Linked DNA regions of Rattus norvegicus: region 1 is linked to region 2. Evidence: chromatin contacts called from public Hi-C data. All regions are on one chromosome and are shown on one strand. The core of a region is the stretch at or near the end of the contact, and the rest is flanking DNA. Distances in the headings are between cores, read along the strand shown.

What was found. Hi-C and Micro-C count contacts between places; a contact is called where the count stands out from the background.
Region 1: a Hi-C map of frontal cortex shows a contact between it and region 2, with 2.3 times the contacts expected there. The contact joins the enhancer-like site here to the promoter of Mars2 in region 2. A contact is called at or near these places in 3 of 12 Hi-C or Micro-C datasets (the A7r5 cell line, Schwann cells and frontal cortex).

What each region holds. Positions count from the first base shown.
Region 1 is chr9:64,704,928-64,709,005 of GRCr8, reverse strand. All of the region lies in intron 5 of Plcl1 (phospholipase C-like 1), which reads right to left. Among named protein-coding and RNA genes, the nearest start is that of Plcl1, 310 kb to the right of the region's middle. Within about 2 kb of position 2,480, at least 3 of the 93 cell types and tissues checked have an H3K27ac peak or open chromatin away from gene starts, as enhancers often do.
Region 2 is chr9:64,213,230-64,217,002 of GRCr8, reverse strand. It overlaps Mars2 (methionyl-tRNA synthetase 2, mitochondrial), which reads right to left and starts at 2,068. Exons shown (of 3, transcript XM_039084841.2): 1 at 708-2,068. The coding sequence starts at 1,611.

The sequences.
Region 1 (4,078 bases), core at 1,231-3,730, 490 kb before region 2:
TATGAAAACCTCCGGAGTTCACCTGCATTATTAGTAATGGGTCCTTACCGCAAAAAGTAAAAAATCTGTAGAGAACCAGAGTGGCCTTCCCAATTCTCTTACAAACAACCAGTGACAACAGTTTTTAAAGTCTTATCCCACTGGGGCAATTTTTCATATTCTTTTATAGGTTTATATTCATGTGAGTCAATTCAACAAACACATCTTGAGCACATACCATGCATTCTTTCTCTTGTAATAATAAAAAATGTGACATGAACATTAGAATTATAAAATAAGGAGGAAGGCCAACACAAAAGCCTTATCAAATTTACTCTGCTTGTCTGAGCTCTGAGTACACAGGGGAAGTGAGAGCATCCACTCCCCGAGAAACCTGTGTACCGTCGTGCCACTGGCACTCATCCCAAGAACAGTCTGGATTCCAACAGGAAAGAACACAACCACCAAGAGGAAAACAAAACTAAAAACAGACAACAGATATCAGAACCAAACTACAGTGCAGTGTGTACGTGAGTATGTTTGTAGCCTACAAGGATAGAGAGTAGAGGGGAAGACTGAGTTACAGTGATGAAAGAAGGAAACTTCCAGGAAGTCCAGAAGCTTAATGGGGTCAAAATGGAGCGATGGGCACCTTGAACGAGACTGTTAACAGGCTTCGTGGTCACACAGGGCACAGGTTGTACCCTCCTGCTTGCTAGTCCGTTGCTTTGTCTGGTGCATGCCAAGTGGCCTCTGTACACCAGTTTCTCTGAGTTCATCTCTGTGCTGACCTTCATGCTCGCCCTGAAGGAGCTGACTCAGCATCCTTACAGTGACAAACCATGATAATATAATGACTTAGCAGAACTCGGGTATGACACTGTGTTAGACACAGACAGTTTTAATGAGAAGGCGTGTGAATGTGGGGGGTCAGGAAGGTTCCCTGGAATGTAAGGGAAGAGCTTGTGTAGGTTTTTGAATGTCATGGAGCTGTTAGCTGGTCCGGTGGGTAGGGAGAGCAAGAGTCCTAGGAGGAAATCATCCTGAAGCTTCATTGGACTTGTGGTGGAGGTGGGGTGGAAGCTTCACTGGACTCTTCACTGTGGTGGAGGTGGGGTGGAAGCTTCACTGGACTATTCACTGTGGTGGAGGTGGGGTGGAAGCTTCACTGGACTCTTCATTGTGGTGGAGGTGGGGTGCTCTTTGAGCTGGAACTCCAAGCAAGTGAAGACAGGCTGAAGGTGCAGAGCCAAGAGAAGGCCTCCTGACAGTGGACTTTTCCAGGGCAATCACATGAAGGCTTCTCTTGCATTTGAAAGACAAATAGCAAGACACTTCTCTCATCCCAGTATGCTTGGATTATGAATGAAGGTGCTTTTATTTTAATGTCCTTAATAAGTTCAGAGCCTTTGTTTTTTCGGGAGACCAAGATCTGTCCCTTGAGTTTTTACTTACCAGGATGTTTTATTAGACTTGAAAAGAGGACTGAATGTTCTAAAAATATGAGCTCTGGCAAAAATTCTACTTCTCCTGTGGAGTTAGAAATTACATTGTGTTTATTTGCCAAATTTGCCTAAGGTTAAGATCCAGCTGAATAGCAACTGCCGTTCCCTCACCTAACATTTTCTGGATCTTAACTTCTCTGCTGTGCTTCAGTGGACAATAACAAGCAAACAAACAAACAAACAATCCACACAGAGATTCACCATTACATATGAACCCTTATGAAATCATGAAAGACCCCTCATAAGTGTAATATAAGGAAAATCACTATATTATACAATAATTGGGATGGACATGAATGAATGTTAAAAGCATGCAAAACTTTATGGTAAACAGAAGCTGGAGAGAAAGTGTATAGACCGACAGCTTCGGAGCAAAGGTATAGAAGCACCGTTCATACAGATCCCATGTGAATGGCACCACAAGACTTCACGAGGTGCAGACCTCACATATTAGGGCGTGCAACTCTGTCCAGCTCCTGGATTAACTCACAAACCTCATGGGCAGAAGGGGAGCACTGTCACAGACATTTCTAGCAAGATCATTTCAGCTGTACTAATGTCTAACTTCAGTGAAATTCATGAACTCTCATATGACTAATTGTCAAGGCCAGCAAAGTTCAAGGATCCCTCTGCAAACAGCTACCGGGTGTCCTTGAGGAAGAATCTAAGAGAAGTGGTGTTCCCAGGAACAGCTGTCTAAACAGTAAGGACATTTAAAAACCAAGGATAGTAACAATCGTTCCCCTCTTTGATCTCTCTTTCTGACCAGAGAAGCATTACTAGAACAAAATTATACTTGGGGCGTTGAAACTAATACTTTTAAGGTGGTGATTACTAAGTAGAGATTACAGAAATGGTTGTGTCCAGTTGGTGCAATGGTGATTTTGATGCTAGGGGAGTATGCTTTCCAGAACCTGGAATGCAAATCTTCACTCTGATGGTGCTTGTAGCGATGGTATGATTTATACGGCCTCCTGTTTGTCCTGGGAACAGATTTCAGTAGCTGGGAGGACAGACAGTCCCATTCCTCCATCACTGCAGCCGCCATCTATTCTCACAGAGCTTACAGTGGGTGGGGTCAGTGGGTGAGGTGTTTCATAAAGAACCAGAGACACCCCACATACACGAAGCACATACGTTTATGTAATCAATAGTTCTTTTCTACGGAATCTGTTCTTCCTAAATTGTAAATTATACAATGCCTAAATTGTATTATACATAAAGGAGAATGGGCAGTAAGTGACTGGCTTTCTCCTTTTCTGATTTAAGCTCGCCAGAACTGCATGAGCTGACTCGGGACACACAATGCCCATCATTAGGAGTCTTCAGTTCTACTCACTGCAGTTACTGCTAATAGACACTTTTTTCATATATATAAGAATTCACAGGCTGACGTCATTTTTAGCAGTCACCATGAGATACTGGTTGAAGATATCAAGGCCACAACAAGCATGATCCAATTTCCCACAACATGTGTAATAAGAGAGTGAGGACACAGCACACAAACAGCCAAGTTCTCACCAGCAGGCAAGCACCTACAATTCTCAAGTGTCTGTATAATTATTCCAACATATACTCAAATTATGAGCTTTTAAGCAGATTGGAGGAATAAAAAAATGCCAATTCAGTAACCTGCCCCATAAGCCTCAAGTAATTCTAGAGCAGTTAACCTTCTTTATCTGTTTATTTTGCCTTTAGACAAAAAAGAAAAACAATGAAGTCTGATTTAATCAGGAGTTGTGAGGGTGGGGACAAAATGAGAGCAAACCAGACCCATATGACTGGCTCAAAGCAACTGGAATGTTTTTACATAGCACATGCCGTTTGTGTCTTTGTTATGAGACCCCTGGAATCAACAACCTTTCACAAAGGAAAGACGCATTTGTTCTCACAATTTCAGAGTTTTCAGACCAGAGTCAGCCATGTTGCTCTCAGACCTACAGGAGCAGTGGGAAAGCCCGAAAGAAAAGTGCTCTCACCTCATGGAGAGAGAGAGAAGCAAAGAAAGAACAAGAATGGGGCTCGGTCTCCATCCAAGGTCACTTGATGAACTAACTCCCCCACCCCCCAGCCACACGTATTCTACCTCTCTGAGTCTCCTCCCTGTGATTCCACATGCTCTGGAGATGCACTAAGAACCATCCATAAGTGCTATATATTTTAATGTGTGTGAGAAATACACTGTTTAGCACATGTCTAGGGAAAGCAAATCAACCTTCTAAAACTGAAGGACGTTTGACTAGGAACTCCCAGACAAAAGAACCCATGTTGTGGTTGGTCTGTTGCTGCTATGTATCCAAATGCTAAATACTGGTCCCCAAGATCTGGCTGCCCTTTGATGAGGAGTTCCTCATGTACACCAAGTACACCACTTGCCTCCCTCAGCCCAAGTTAATTGGTCAATAAAAGGCTAAATAAAGCCTCAGATTGGCAGCAGACAGAGCTAAGTGGGTTTTAGTTACCTGGGTGGTAGTCACAGGTTGAGACCCGAGGAGAAAGAAGAGAGGCCAGGGCAAGAGGAGGAAGCCACCACAACAGGAGATGGTCCATGAGCACATGGCCAGGAGAAACAGCAAGGGACATATGGCTGGGAT
Region 2 (3,773 bases), core at 819-3,318:
TGTGGTAGAGACTCCCAGTCTTGACAGCAACTTATCAGCTAAGTTTGGTGTAACAGGCTGAAGCAAAGTTCCAAACACTCGCAAGCACTCCAAGGCCACGTGAAGCACGGTACCCAGCCAGGGAGCATCCGCAGGGCTCTCCCAGGTCAATTTCCATGGTGCGTGCCTTTGGACGAAGCCATTAGTTTGCCGAACACAACTGGATACCGCCTCCAGAGCCTTATAGATCTGAAAGTCGTTATAATAGCCCGCTACCAGTTTGGGTAAGGTGGCCACTGCATTTACAAGTGCGTAGTCTTCTGCTTGCACACGGACTGACGGCCCCATTAACCCCGGCTCACTGGGGAAACAGGCAGCACAGAAAGATGGGTAGGTCCCAGAAGGGTTTATTCTGTAGGCAGTGCACCGGTTTAAAAGCCCTCCTAAGGCATCTGCCAGCTCAGAGTCCAGCAATTTAACCACCTTCTCATCATAGTAGTCGCAGTCCCAGTTGGGAACGCCCTGCCGAAGAAGAAAGTAGCGGAAGCCATCCACAGTATAGCGATCAAGGCAAGTCCTGGGATCCACCACGTTGCCCAAGCTCTTGGACATTTTTTGGCCACTTACCGTCCAGTGCGAGTGGACACAGATGCGATGTGGTGGCCTCAACCCTGCCCCTAGGAGAAGGGCAGGCCAATAAATAGCATGAAATTTGAGAATGTCCTTACCGATAATATGAGATGTTGCTGGCCACCAAGACTTGAAATCTGCATCCGGGTAGCCAACTACAGTGAGGTAGTTGACCAGGGCATCCAGCCACACGTAGATAGTCTGCGAGTCGTCCCCGGGAACTGGAATGCCCCAGTGCAGATGGCTACTCCTCCGAGAAACCGACAAATCAGGCAGCTCCTCCTCCAGCCACTGAAGAACTACCTGGTGGAACGGTTCCGGTGTGATCGCCTGAGGGTTGTTTCGAAGCCACCGCTGGAGTGGTTCTCGGAACTGAGAAAGCTTGAAAATGTAATTTTCTTCCTTGGTCCAGGAGACAGGGTGTCCGCTCTCGAGAGAGACAGGACAAGGATCCCCGGACGGACCCACCTGCCGAGTGACCTTGGCCTCAGGCAGGAAACACTCATCCGAGGCGCAATACCACCCTTCATAGATCCCTTTGTAAAGCAGACCCCGGGCCTCCAGCACACCCCAGAAGTGCTGCACCGCTACCCGGTGCCGAGCCTCCGTGGTGCGGATAAAGTCGGTGGAGGAGATGCCAGCCTCCCGGAAAAGCTGCAGGAACTGGGCAGACACTCGATCGCACAGCTCGATCGGGGCCAGGCCCGCGGTGGCTGCCGCCTGCTGGATCTTCAGGCCGTGCTCGTCCGTACCGGTAGAAAAACGCGTGGACCCAGAGCCGGGAACTCGGAGACGACGGTGGCGGCACAGGGCGTCGGCCAGCAGCGCGGAGTACAGGTGCCCGATGTGCGGCGCGGCGTTCACGTAGAAGATGGGTGTGGTGAAGTAGGCCCGCGCTTCCCGAGCGTCGCCACTAGCGCTCGGCGAGCACGAACTGTAGCGGCGACAGCCGCGGCCGGCCGGGGTGCGCGTCAGCACCCACAGAGCGCACTGCCGCAGCATGGTGCCAGCCGGCCCCAGCACTGAAGGCGGCGTTCCCAAGCACGTGAGAGGGCGCGTGCGCAGCTGGGCGGCACCGCAGCTTCCGGCGCGGAAGCCAATGAACGACGAGCAGTGACTCCTGTAGCCTCGCCCACGCCTGCCTCCACAGGCTTCCTGCAGCGCGCAAGGGCCGCTGGCCGGCGGGAGTTTTTGAGTAGTCGGCTAATGGGTTCCGTGTCAGGGCAGTTGGTGAAAGGAGAGCGTAGCCCGAGTGTTGTGCAGTTTTACTCGTTGGGATCTGCTGTGGATCTGAACTGAACTAATCGGTTCTGGACTGAACTTGTTGGCAAGATTTTTATATTGAGGTATTTTCCCAAATCCATTAACTGTCATATAGCAAGGCACAAATCCGGCGTTTATCTCAGAATCTAAATAAATCTGAAAGAAAGGAAAAATAATTTCCTAGAGCACTTTAGGGAAGGATAAGCACGGGAGAAAAGGAAATAACGTGTCTGAACATTTTGCTGAGCCTTAAGGGTTGATTTGAGAATCATCCAGGCATCGGAGTGCCGAGTCACAGACGTGCAGATAAGGAAACGTTAACTTTCAGCCTTATTGTGCAAAACCAGTCACAATTTTCTCCTCAAATGGTCTTCAAGTTCTTCCAAGACTGCGCTTTTAGTATGGAATCCTAATTTTTAGCGAGAGAGAATTTAGAAACCCAAAATTGTATTATTAATCCTTGGCTCGAAGCATATTTTCTCATCCACAACTGGCCTCCCTACACCATTTAAACGGTGTACATATGCACATAATAAAATCAGATAAAACACCTATAAACCCTCACCTAACTTAAGTACTGTTGGTGATTCTCAAAAGATGGTCCCCAAAGCAGAAGGAGACAGCAAGAACTTAGTTAGACATACATATTCTGAGGCCCTTTCACTACTGCTGAGGCAGAAACTGGAATCTCAGACCAACGATAGAAGCTTTACTGAGTTCCCCCAATGAACTGCAATGCACATCAACATTTAAGTTAGAGATGAGCTGCAGTTTAGATCTATTCGCTGTGTGCTAACCCTCTTCCATGAGCAGTAACAGCCCTGAGTTTTGCCTTCACGTCCACATTCCTGTATAGAAGCAGTGCATCTGAGTAACACTGCTTATATTAATTACATCTTAAAAAAGACGGGGGGCAGGTAGTCTCTATCTTACCTTTCTAATTCAACATTTTATTCCTAAGATTCAACCATATTGTTCATTCTTTTTGACTTGTACATGGTGTGTAAAGACTGGTGGTGAGTTGGATGTGCTTTCTGTGATGGTTTAGAAGATAGACTGATGGGGGTTGGGGATTTAGCTCAGTGGTAAAGCACTTGCCTAGGAAGTGCAAGGCCCTGGGTTCGGTCCCCAGCTCCAAAAAAAAAGAATAAAAAAAAAAAAAAGATAGACTGATGAAATTCTCTACAGGAACTACAGAAAGTGAGACAAACATCCACAGCATAATCTAGTCTGTTCTGGTTGATCTGCGAATTTGCAAAAGGCAAGTAGAAAGTATGTAAACTTAAAAGTTGGGGTCTGCAGACTCACTAGTTTCATGGTACTGGAAGGTAGTCTGCATGCTACTAGAAATAAAGGTAAGCACCAACCCAGTTACAAACCTTTTGATATACATGATGATCTTGATGCATGATCTGCTGGTACAATAGTGCCACAAAGGTTGTGGGAGTAACCAACCACCAGCTTATTGGATTTAGGAACTCCATGAAATAAAGCCAGTACCCGACACTTCTCAGTTGGCCAAGAACCTAAGACTAGACAGGCCAGGGACACACGGGAATGTTCTGCTAAAAGAACAATAACAGTAAAATGATCCTTAACATTCTGCTGTACAAATAGATCACTGTCTCACTCAGCCAGCATCAGAGAAGCTCCCTCCTACAGGTGAGAGCTTAACAGAGACCCATGAGTGAACAATGTGCAGAGAATGAAAGACTATGGAACGCTCAGTCCTGAATGGGGCATCTTCATCAAACTTCAGGTTTCAGGAAACTATGCAGAAGAGAAAGAAAGAAAAAGACAGTAAGAGGCAGTAGAAATGAGAGACACCAAGAAAACAGTGCCTTCCAGACAGGACAGATGCAGGTATGAACTCAAAGAGACTGAAGCAGCATGCACAGGGC